2 separate regions of the Zea mays genome follow, and region 1 is linked to region 2. Evidence: chromatin contacts called from public Hi-C data. All regions are on one chromosome and are shown on one strand. The core of a region is the stretch at or near the end of the contact, and the rest is flanking DNA. Distances in the headings are between cores, read along the strand shown.

Region 1 (6,263 bases), core at 1,186-3,685, 160 kb after region 2:
ACAGAGGCTAAATTGTAGTAGAGGGATGTCTCATGTCTGTTGCTTAGGCTTGGGAATGGGCCATATAAACTCATGGGCAGAAAGGGGCTCTAAACTCGCGGGCTAACAAATTTGAGCTTCTTTGGGTTCTCCACTGATTAGGGCAGAGTTGGATCAAGACACTCCACTAAAGGACCGACACATCATCAAACAAAGCCCAAATGTGCTACTGGATCGAACGAAAGGGCATAAGCCCGTGGATCATGTGAAAGGGCTACGTCTCAATCTCTCAGGCATCCGCACCGCCGTGCTGCTTACAGGGAGGTGGCGCTCGCTGGGAGGCGGCAGCGCGACGCTCGCAAGGAGGCAACGCGATACCTGTAGGCGGCCTCGTTGAGACGTTGTCCCTATCGTGGAGGTCTTCCTCTCGACCCAGCAGCCGTAGCCCAGCTGTAGCCCAACTCAGATCTCTGCTGTAACGTCATCCAATAGGTGCGGTTCTTTCTAGGAGGAAAGCTTCAGGTTAATCTCTCCATTTAAGCAGCTACCTGCCATCACCTGCTCTCGGTGCTACTTTAATTATTGTTTGAGTCTATTTTAGATTAATTTTAGTTTGAATGTTGATAGCTCTTACTCTTGGTGCTACTTTCATTACTGTTTCAGTCTGCTCGATATGTAAGATAATTAACTAGACTCTATTTCAACTATGTCCCAAGCTTTTAGTTTATGATGCACAAGAGCTTACAAATGCAGAAAGTATAATGCCTTTGCAGATCAGTTTTGGCTTTTGCTGTTCAGTGTAGGTTGTTTTTGTCCCCTGCCCAAGATATTATTGTATATTGTTTTCCTAATTTGGTTGAAATCAACTCAGTATAAGGACATACCATCATGTGCCAAATTAATTGATCGTAAATATTATAAAAAAATGTATCACTAAAAACTGATCGTAAATATATGGATAGCTAATTGTACATGTTCTAGAGTTAAATATTGTTATAAGCATGTTGTTGTGTGTGTATAAATTATAACCGATACAATTTCAATTGAATGATTTCAATTGGTAATTTTGCAGCCTAGGCCATGGAGGGGGTTTCATCAATTGACGAGGCTATCTCAACTGATGCTACTGCATTTGTGAATTCAGGCAAAACACTAACTCTGAATCAATTAACTCTGCATTTGTCCAGGCTAAGGAGTTCCTTGGTGCTTCCGGTGACAAGCGAAAGGAAGTCATCTGCAGTATGGAGGAGGCAGATAAGCTCAGTGGTTCTGCTGCAAGGTAAACTGCCTGTATATAAATATCCTTATGTTGTAAAGCACCATTTACAATGGCTATCCGGTGATTCTCTTTCTGTTGATTCTCTGCATTTGTCCAGGCTAAGGAGTTCCTTGGTGCTTCCGGTGATTCTCTTTCTGTTGTAAAGCAGCTATCCTGCGAGTGCCTCTACACATTGAGGAGTCCTGCCTTCACTCGTTGAGGAGTCTTGCCGAGCAACATTGTTAAGTTCAGTTATCTGAATTCAGTTGGATCATGGCTGTCGATAAACATTTTAGTATAATGGATATTGTAGTCCTCCTGCGAGCAGTTTCTCTTCGTGCATGGAGCGTCTTTGCTTGTGAGTTGATAAACATTTTAGTATAATGGAGGATACTAATTTCATGGTTGCACTTTGTGGTTGTTTTCTATCATTTGTTTGTGAGCCCATAGATTATACTAATTCATTAGCTTATGGTGGTGCTTGCTTGTATATGAAGGCCCTTGGATTGGCCCGTGGATTTTAAAAGGATCGAGGCGGATTAGGATGCCGGGGCATTAAAAAACGGATTGAATTGAGTTGTATCAAATCAATTTGGATTTAAGTAGGGCTGGGTTCACTTTTTAAACTTATAGGATTGAAGTGGGGTTGGGGCCGGATTGTGACCCATTACCAGGCTTACTGTTGCTACTTGGTGATGTGTCTTCCCGCTCTAGCTCTACCTCTACGGCGAACAACAGCTCGATCCAGACTGTTACAACTATAAATTATATAGATAAAATCTAGTACAGATTAAAGTAAATCGAACATACTGAGCCTAGGTGCCAGTGCCACCCAATCGGTGCCAATTGCCAACGTATCAGCGTCGTGGAATCTGGTGTCCACGCAGCGGCGACGTCCAGGCCCACATGTCGATCTCCACGCTACGCCGGTGTCGTCCCCCTCGACGGCATCGCCCACACTACAGTACCAGCGAGCAGGTGGGCACAAAGCGCGCAGCATTGAAAAGGAGAGCCATGCGCGCCAACAGTTCCGTGCCCACTTGGCGCTTTGCCAACGCTGCGGTAGCACGCGGGCCCCGTGCGCCAGTGGCAGCATCGTCAGTTAGTCTCGACCCACTGACAACTCGGGTCTCACGTTACGTTGCTATATCCACTATGTACTACTATATGCACTGTCAAGTGACAACTCGGGCCGCACGGTCTCCGCTCGGTTCTCCAGTCCAGTGGGCAATGGTGCCAATGGACCCCTCGATCTCCTCGTCCTCCTCGCCTCTCCGGCTCCCCGGAACCCCCACCAGCCCGGGCGCGAGCCCGAGGCCCACCCTCGTCGCGGCCGGCCGCCAGCCCGCCGCCGCGCCCAGCACCACCCGCCTCCGCGCCATCTCGCCGTCCCAGTCCCCGCCCACCCCGGCGTCCCCCGTGGAGCCGTTCGGCTTCGACGCGCTCAAGGGGACCTTCTCCGTGGACGTGGCGGCGGCCGACGCGCGCTCGCTCGACGTCCCGCTCGCCGCGCCCTTCACCATCGCGTCCTCCCGCCTCGTCGCGGTCTCCAACGTCGCCGTGCGCGTCGAGCTCCGCACCGGCGCTGTCGGGTGGGGGGAGGCGCCCGTGTTGCCCTCCGTCACGGCCGAGGACCAGCCGGCAGCGCTCGACGCCGCGGGACGGGCGTGCGCAGCGCTCGTCGGCGCCCCAGCGGCGCCCCTCGGCGCGGTGCTCCAGGACCTCGCCAGTGTGCTTCCGGGACACGCCTTCGCCTCGGTGAGGAATCCGCAGCTTCTCGCCCGACTCATCTAGTGAAATTTGGCCTCCGTTACCGTGGTGGATTGACAAGTGTTTGATCATTGATCGTCGGGAAAGATAGGGGCGTGATTCCAGTTAAGAAGTCTAGGTTGTTTGCAAATCTGAATTTGTGGGACTGTGACGTGGTGTGCTCGATGTTGATATGCAGTTTAATGTCTACGAACAATGTATATGGCTTTCGGGCGCTGAACTACTGAAGTGATTTGCTGGACCACCAGTTATTATACTCTTCCAGTCCATAGGCTTTTTCAATTTTCATGGTGTGTGTTTGGTTATATGCTAGATTAGAGGGCGCTTGATTTTGATTATATGGTCTTTCTAAGGATGTTTCTTTTTTATGGTGCATGTTTGTTTATTTTTTGATCTGTAAAGCCGTATGTAGGAGACTGCAAGGCTGAAACATTTTGTTTCCATTATCCAAAAAATAGGCCTTTTCAAGCCTACAACCGCTGACACAGTCATACAGTTTCCTTGTAGCAAATCCTCCATGTGGCCAGTTATTTTTCTTGGAAATTGATGAGATGCAGACATAAAGAACTTGCGAGCTAGAGGGATTTTACTCGAATTCACCCCAAAAATGAAGGGAAACTAGTATCTAAGGTTAGGCTCAGATCCTAAAACTATGGCTCCGGTACCACTGAGAGACCTCTATGACCTTAGCTTGCAACCTTAACCACTATAACTGTAGAACAAAGGGAGTGATACCTTCTGAATTTTGGGAAGACACCATAAGAGGGCCAGAGTTTGGTACTCGATGTCGGTGACGACACCGGTGACCTTTCCTTCACTAGCCGCGTAGAGATTAGATCAGATCTCATGCGAGTATACGCCGGACATTGGTTCATGTGCTAGCCCCTTATCTATTTATGTACGCGGTACAAAAGGGTGCTACAATCAGTAGGTTGTTGTGTCCCTGATCAGAATGCGAGTGTCGTATCTGAGTTGGCCCCTTTACCGAGTCGGATGAGATCAACACAACAGAACTGACATAGTTTTGCATATGATTTTATTTTCTTGATGGTCACTCAATTGTTTGTTTTTTGTTTAGACTTATTAATGATTAGTCCTATAGTTGCACTTGACTGTATCCTTTTCCATTTAAGGCCAGAGCAGGGGTGGAGATGGCGCTGATTGATGCTGTTGCTAATAGCATTGGCATACCTCTATGGAGATTATTTGGAGGAGCATCAGATAGTTTGACAACTGACATCACAGTACGATTACCTCACTGCACTGACTCCTGATTCCTGAAAGCTTTTAAATACCATAACCACATTTTTATCCTGATATTCCTTATTCAGATTCCAATTGTGACCCCAAATGAAGCTGCTCAATTGGCTGCAAAATATCATGGACAAGGGTTTCAAACTCTGAAGCTCAAGGTTGGGAAGAACTTGAATTCAGATATAGAAGTTCTGAAAGCTATACGACTTGTCCATCCAGATTGCTCATTTATTTTGGATGCAAATGAGGGATACACAGCAAAACAAGCAATTGAAGTTCTTGATAGACTAAATGGTCCGTACTCCTGCAAACTGTAAATTGCTAGAGTTCTCATTTTAAAGTTGTTTCAATATGTTGAACATGTTAGCTACCTGTCATCTGAACTGTACGCCCTTCTTCCCATGCTTGAAAGTTAACATGTTTCTTTCCTTTTATTGGTTTCAGAAATGGGAGTGACCCCTGTGCTCTTTGAACAACCAGTTCACAGAGATGATTGGGACGGTCTCCGAGATGTTACCTCTGTGGCCATGGAGAAATACAAAGTCGCTGTTGCTGCTGATGAAAGCTGTCGAAGTTTACTTGATGCTCAAAAAATAATAGATGGAAATCTTGCCCATGTTATTAATATCAAGCTGGCAAAGTTGGGGGTTCTTGGGGCCCTTGAAATAATTGATGCTGCAAGAAAAGCCAATATTGCTCTGATGATCGGTGGCATGGTTGAGACTAGGATCGCTATGGGCTTCGCTGGTCACTTAGCTGCTGGCCTTGGTTGCTTTAGGTCTGTTTGCTGTGAAAATTATCATTTTATCAGCAAGAGATACTGTCATCAGAATGCTGAAACCACAAGCTGTACAATGTTACCATGTTCGATGTCTTATACCTGTCAAATCAGCTGCTAAAGTTGTTTTCTAAACTTATGGATGCAGTTTCATTGACCTGGACACACCTCTTTTACTGTCTGAAGATCCTGTATATGGTGGCTATGAAGGTAATCTTACACAATATCGCCTACTACTGCTATAGCATATAGGTTCCCTTTTCCCCAAGATAATGTTTTAAATAAGTTGTCGATCCAATGATGCTTTCGGGTCAAAAAATGGTTTGGCAATGCTTTTGCTGCATGTTTTATTGTTGATGTGTTCTTCCCTGACTTGACTTGCTTGTTTTTTGAACGGATAAACCTAAAGACTACATAGTTGAACAATAAACCTAGACTAGACACCTACAGAATCTGGATTCGACACAGCAACACTTTAAACACTGCTTGTCAAATTATATAGCGATTTGCGTATAGGGAACATGCACTAAACTTGGCCGGGGAGGGAATGATTAAGCTCCCGGTATAATATTAAGAACATATCGAAACATTGGTCCCGACCGAGAAAATCTCCAAACTCTGGCCTCCTATCACGAAGACACTAACGGGCCGATGTCAATCGTCCACTCTGTAACGGTCCAACTGGAGGGTGGCGGCGTGGCGTACAAGACATCACAACCCAAGAGCGGATGAGACGCAGCGAGGGAATTTTTTAACTAAACCGAAAAATCCGTCCCTGAGGTGAATCGAACCTAGATCTTGGAGGTGCTACTCGAAAGCCTTAACCACTAGGCTAGAGTCTCTTTAGTGGAACATACACTAAACACTTAGACAGTGCCTATATATTACTATGGATAAAGCAGCAGAAAAATACAAGTGGGCCTGACTCAATTTTCTGAACCCAACCTTTTGTTATCTCAATTTCTCATGATAATACTACTTGACGTTGTGAAAAATTCGTTGCTATAATGCTTATACCTGGATATTTTCATCTTCAATATTGCTCTATTCTTATGTTGTTTAGAATATCTCCTTATGGCTTACACAATTCTCTCAGCAGCTTTCGGACCTCTGTACAAGTTTACAAATGCTCGTGGCCATGGCGGTTTCCTTCACTTGGACAATGAAGCCTCGGTACGTCAAAATCCATTCCCCCTGTTAGCATCTGACTTCCTGTAGAAATAT
Region 2 (6,402 bases), core at 3,421-5,920:
AGATAATATATGTAGCATATTTCATTTAATATATGTGATTGGATTATTGGAGGTTTTCACATTTTTGTAGGTAATGAAGAACACTGAACAACACTGCGAATATAAGGAAGCATTGTTAGTAGAGAGAGCCAATAGCACTGAATGACAGAAAAATAGTAATGCATTGAAATCCTGCGATGAAGAATCTTTGTAAAGGATGAATCCTTGGTGGTTACCATGCTTTGGAACGTCAAAAAAAATAAATCTTTGAACACTCTTCATGACGTCACTCTCAGTAGCAAAACCATAGCTAGAAATTGATTACTTTCATTTTTTTTGGAATAACATAAGGAAAGCTATTCAAGTATGAAGCAATTCCTTCAGATAACGCTTCAAATTACTAATGACAATGCTAAGTCTCACATTTAGGTTATGCATGCAAAAAATCTGAACTTTCTGAAAACTCACACAACAGCCAAGGACACTATTGTTCTCTTGGCAAGAATCATGGCACGCCACTTTCAGTAACAAAACCAGAAATATAAACCGATTACTTCATTTTTGAAATAACACAGGGAAAACAATTCAAGTATGAAACAATTTATTCAGATAACACTTGAAATTACTAATGCCAACGCTAAGTTTCATATTTAGGCTAGGCATGCACTCCACAATCTCAAGAGTTCAAATGGATCCTCTATTTTATAATGTTTGCAACATCTATATGATGACATGATCTGCACAGCTAAAAATACTGATATATTAGAAACAATTTTTTCACTAAGGTAATGACATATCATAGCTCGCCAAGTACTTTGCAACATGACAGAACAAAAAAATTTAATTGAACCAGACTTGCAGGAAGAAGGGGTGCTCCGGGTGCGGCACGAGCGCGAGCTTATATAGGACACAATTCCCTTACAATTGAGCAAAATAAATTTAGTGAACTGTACGAAACCTGAGACGTCGCCATCCAACGAACACGAATCAAACTATGAGCGGATGCAAGTGGATACCAATCAAACTGGTAAAGAAATTTTAAAAACTGATCAAACAAAAAACTAAGGAAATGATAAGTGTGGATGATGTACCTGCTGACCCATTATAGCCACGACCACATTCTTCTCCGCCGTTGCCTTTCGACGGTGGGTAGCCCCAGGGCCGCAAACCGGCGATATGGCGCGGGCAGAAAAAAAAAACAGATCAAACAGAAACACAAAGGAAAAGGATAAGCATGGGTGCTGGACCTGCTGACTCATTGCCGCCACGATCCGCGATCCCTTTCTTCTCCGTAGCTATCTTTCGGCGGCGCTTGGCCCCAAGATGTCGTTTGCGAAATTCAGAGAGTGTAGTCGAAGCAACAGGTAACTTTGAGACCCATCCAACGAACACGAATCAAACTGTGAGAGGATGCAAGTGGATACCAATCAAACTGATAAAGAAATTTTAAAAATTGATCAAACAAAAACACAAACGAAATGATAAGTGTGGATGATGTATCTGCTGACCCATTACAGCCACGACCACATTCTTCTCCGCCGCTGCCTTTCGATGGCGGGTAGCCCCGGGGCCGCAAACCGATGATATGGCGTGGGCAGAAAAAAAAACAGATCAAATAGAAACACAAAGGAAGGATAAGCATGGGTGCCTGCTGACTCGTTGCTGCCGCGATCCCCTTCTTCTCCGTAGCTATCTTTCGGCGACGCTTGGCCCCAAGATGCCGCTTCCACTTCCAGTTGGGTCCGGATCTCCCTCGGTGCGAGACTCGTCCATCTTGGGTGTAGTCCGCATGACGAGGGCAGCGTCCCTCCGCGCAACGTCTTCCTCCACATGAACCTCCATGGCGGTGGCAGCTAGCGATGTACATTATTCTACTCTTCCCCGTAGATACAAATTGTACTGATTTTATCTACGTATATACATATAGCTTCAGTTTAAGGTTATTAATTTTATGCTCAATACTTTACACCACTGTTGGGTTTACCTGCTCCGCACGATAGCCAGTAGCCACCCTCGCCTCTCTCCAGTGCTGCCATGGGCCTCCATCGCAGTGTTCTCCCACGCGTGCGAGCAGTCGGAAAAACAGTCGCGACCTTGTCTCCCACGCATCGGGCAGTCGGAGCCTCGCTCGCACGCGGGCCTCTACAGTCGTCGTTGCCTTCCATGTGCGCGGGCATCGGAGATGCCGTTGCCTTGCTTGCACGCCAGCACCCGGCTGTTGAAGCATCCCTTCATCTCGGGACGCGTAGTGCGTATGGGAGACATGGCCAATGGGAGCGAACTATCGCCTTGCAACGCTGAGTAGCAGAGCCGCGTCGCTGCATCAGTGAAGGTACCACTCGCCTCGCGGCGCTGGGAAAAAGAGACGCGCCGTCGTACGCGAGATGGACGCAGGCGCGTGCTCGAGAGATGGACGCAGGCGCGTGCTCGAGACAGGCACTATTAAATGGGTCGTGCCTCGGGCCGGACGCCACTACTATACTTAAAGCACCAGTTTCAACGGTCGTCATGCGTCATCTTTTTTAAAAAAGACCCTACATTTCTTCCAAATCAACTCAACATAAAATATTAAAAAGCAGTGCAGGAGATAGGGTATGTTAAAAAGCGATGCATGAGATGGGGTTTGAACCCACACCTTGATGGAAGAAGGGTGGAAGACACTGAGCGAAACTGTCTAATCAGAAGAACAGCATGCTTAGGTGTTTATAATATTGAATATAAATTGTACATATGTATATATGATTTTTTGTAAAATAAAAAAATAATCGTGTCGGGTCGGACCAGCGCTACGGACTGAGGCTACAACCCAAACACCGCATGACGCTCGTGCAGGGTTGGCCCAGGCACTATTACATGGGTCGTGCCTCGGGCAGGCTCGCTAGACACGGCCCATTTGGCCATCTATACCTCTGCACAATAATTATGATAATTATGGTCCTCGCCTCAGTTGCCATCACCTCGTTCGCCGTTCTACTTCTTTTCTCTCTCCCCTCATGCCTCCACCTCCGCGCCATCCCATTCTCGGTAGAGGCGTAGGAGGAAGCCCTGACACCGACTCGCGTAGTGGCTATTGCACGTCAACGAGGACGTTTCACATCATGCGCGCACCATCGTTTTCACCGTCGTTGGACGTCCTGTTGGTCTTCCCATCCTTCACCCTATTCTTCCTCCCCAACCTGCTGCCCCACCCACGATCGCAGCCGCGAGCCGACCGACGCTCGTCGACGCGTGTACGGGGCGAGTCGGTCATGCTTCTGGCCTTTCTCTATGTGTGTCGTTGAGGAGGACATGGTGGCGCCTGCCACGCTTAGGTTATCTTAGCGATAAGGAGTCTAGGTCTGAGATATTGGACAACTATGACCCGTAGCGTGGCAGCAGTCGGCATATGCTACGGAGTTGGTGGTGGTGTTGTGTCGTTTCGGCGGGTCCAGGGCTGGGAAGACACTCACATTCTCTCGCCCTTCTCGGACTGTCGCCTGGTGCGGGTGCCTCTTGGTTTGGAGCTGCTCTGGCTGAGCTTCTTTTTCCGCTTGCGTGCTCTCTCCCTATATATCTAGCGGTATACTACCTATGTCGGCTCCAGATGCCCAGGTCTTCGTCGTGTCCTTCTCCGGCAACGAACAGGTATGCCCACCTCTTCCCTTCCCCTCCTGCTCTACGAAACCTTGGAAGTGGGGGAGGCAAGGGATGAGTGTCTCGGATTTGCTGCCTATGATACCCGTGCGTTCATAAAAAAATATTATGCAAAGAGCGGAGACAACCAATAAAAAATCTTGAGATCTTTTTTATGGATAATTTACGTGTGTATTGTTGTGAGCCGTCGCAAGTCGCAACAAACGGGTAACCGACTAGTTATTATTAAAATTATACTTAGATCAATTAGTAAATATGTGTTATCATATTAAACTTATATTATATTAATTAATAAAATATTTTAACCCCCTCAATCTCTTTGCTCCGAAACAAGCCGCGTGAAGGAACTAAATTTTTTGAGACAAATATGGTGACAAGTTTAAATGTAATACTATATACATAAGTGTATCTCTCACCAATTTCTTGAGTCCTTTTAGGCAGTGTTTGGTTGAAGAGCCAAGTAGAACGGAACCGTTCTATTCCTATTTATAGGAACGAAGCCGCTCTGTTCTATGTTTGGTAATTTGGAACGGAGCGGCTCTGTTTTTTGTTTGGTTGCAGAGTGAACAAAACGGAGCATGACTGTGAGAGCGGGATGGGAACGGAGCGGCTCCGTCCGGTTGATTTTTTGGAGCGGAATGATTCTGGATCTGAGGAGAATATTCCCTAATTGGAGTCATTCCGTTCTAGTTACTTTGTAACCAAATAGCAAAAAAACTAGAACAGAACGATTCCATTCTACTTGGCTCTTCAACCAAACACTTCATAACATAAAATTTATAAGATTTTACGTTTTATTTGGTCTAACATGATTATTATTTTAGATGAAGAGGATAATATTGATATTATATCTTTAAATAGATTTAATATTAATACCGACATTCGATAGGCCAAACACCTCCCCGCAACTTACCGACATGAGGAAGGATCTGGAGAGTCGAGTGTGTCCTCTCTCGTTTTTTCACCAGAAGAAAAATGGTCGAGAGCGTCCTTATCCGCGCAGCTTCGAACCGCCATAGGACGGCGAGATATTTGCGGCGTGGGCGCGCGTGAAGAGCGAGTGGCTCGGGGCGCGAGTGCCGTGTGGACAGCCGCGCTCACGCGCGGGCGTGGGGCATGTCGCACACCTGCCCTCACGGCTCACGCTCATGACGAGCCAGCCAGCCAGGAGCCAGCCAAACCGCCTCCACGCCGCGTTTTCCCGATCTGGAAATTTACCACGAGAGCGTCGTGACTGCCACAAACATACGAGCACTGGGCACTGGTGAATGAACGAGAGTGACCTGACCCCCGTGCGGCCGTCCGCCGTCACCGACCGAGCGCCGGGTCCCACCACTCCCCGTCCCCAACCCCTCGCGCTCGCTCCAGCCTCCAGCAACCGCGCTCCCTGTTCCTTTCCTTCCCAGGCGGCCAGGCCCAGCAGCGTGAAGTGAGGCCAGCTAGCCTATTATCAGCCTATGGCGGCTCGGATTGGAGCGGACGGGAAGGCGATGGCACGCCGCGGCCGCGTGGAGCTGCGGCGGATCGAGGACCGGGTGAGCCGGCAGGTGCGCTTCTCCAAGCGCCGCTCGGGGCTCTTCAAGAAGGCCTTCGAGCTCTCCCTGCTCTGCGACGCCGAGGTCGCCCTCATCGTCTTCTCCCCCGCCGGCAAGCTCTACGAGTACGCCTCCACCAGGTAATAATAATTCCAATTCTCCCTCCCGCCCCGGCCTCGATCGCTCCCCTTCCTGTTCCATCCGATTTGTTGTTGCTTGTTGTGTGCTCATACCATCCTGACTGACTATTAGCAAGAGCAGTTCGTCGGCCTCCCTCGATCCCCCCTTGTCCTGTCCCGCCGCCTCGCCATGCGCTAGCTTCCAGACTGTCTCCCGCCGAGTTGCACTTGCGCGTTGCGCCACACCTTGCATGAGAGAGACTGGGAGCATGACCTGACCCCTGCCTGTCCCTGTGCGTCCACCTGTTCCGGATCTTGCCCTAGCCGTATCCGTATGCCTGCTACAGCTCCGGGCTCCGGCCGGCCGCACGGGTGTGCTGTGCTCTGCCTTCTCGCCGCTTCAGAATAGATAGTGGCCTCGCCAGCCCTGTCGCTTCTCGCCATGCGCACGTGCTTTGCGTGCGGGTGGAAGTGGGCTCGTTTGGCTTGCTACTTCTTCTAGTGCTGCGACTATTTTTTGTTTTGTTTTGTTTATTTATTACTGATTGCTCTGGCTGATGTTGGGTTGGGAGAGAGGGATTTCTCGCCGCTGCCGTCACGTACGGAGAGTTGGTTGGTTTGGACGATTATTAGTCATCACGACAAGACCGCCCTTGACTACCTTTTCCCTCAGTGCCTGGCACTGCACAACTGCTGCAGTGCTGCTCCTCGATGCCGATGCTAATCCAATCTTGCAATCCATACATATTTCCTTAAACGGAAGGTCTATACATATTTCTCAAAATGAAAGGATCCCTTGACACCTTATTAAGGGAGTGTCTTAATAAGGGGTGTTTAGGCTGTCCGCAACATATCTCCTAAGATTGGCGATTTGCATGGTAGATTACAACGTTTGGTCGTTTGCAGAGTAAAGTTTGTCTTAGAGCATCTATAAAAGCTCCTCAAAAGTCTATAAATTAAGTTCTTCATGAAAAACACAAAAAACTTGTCTTCGACGGTTTCTCTAAAGTGCTCCAACTTCTTTATAGTCATTAAAACTCTCATTTGTAGCTACAAACGGGGGCTTTTTGGGCTTCCTAGAAAACACAAACGTGCCACGCCCACACAACCTCACAATCCGCTACCACCCACGCAAC

What was found. A called contact is a pair of places that touch in the nucleus more often than the background predicts.
Region 1: a Hi-C map of leaf shows a contact between it and region 2, with 2.0 times the contacts expected there. The contact joins the promoter of LOC100384695 here to the promoter of LOC103649797 in region 2. A contact is called at or near these places in 4 of 25 Hi-C or Micro-C datasets (bundle sheath, leaf, tassel and 1 more).

What each region holds. Positions count from the first base shown.
Region 1 is chr3:19,970,375-19,976,637 of Zm-B73-REFERENCE-NAM-5.0, forward strand. It overlaps LOC100384695 (cytochrome P450 family 77 protein), which reads left to right and starts at 2,436. Exons shown (of 7, transcript NM_001177171.1): 1 at 2,436-2,995; 2 at 4,141-4,251; 3 at 4,339-4,555; 4 at 4,706-5,039; 5 at 5,188-5,249; 6 at 6,139-6,212. The coding sequence starts at 2,468. LOC103649802 (a long non-coding RNA gene) reads left to right here and starts at 48. Exons shown (of 3, transcript XR_563711.4): 1 at 48-471; 2 at 1,167-1,258; 3 at 1,356-1,668.
Region 2 is chr3:19,811,571-19,817,972 of Zm-B73-REFERENCE-NAM-5.0, forward strand. LOC103649797 (MADS-box transcription factor 51) reads left to right here and starts at 4,671. Exons shown (of 5, transcript XR_004857088.1): 1 at 4,671-5,287.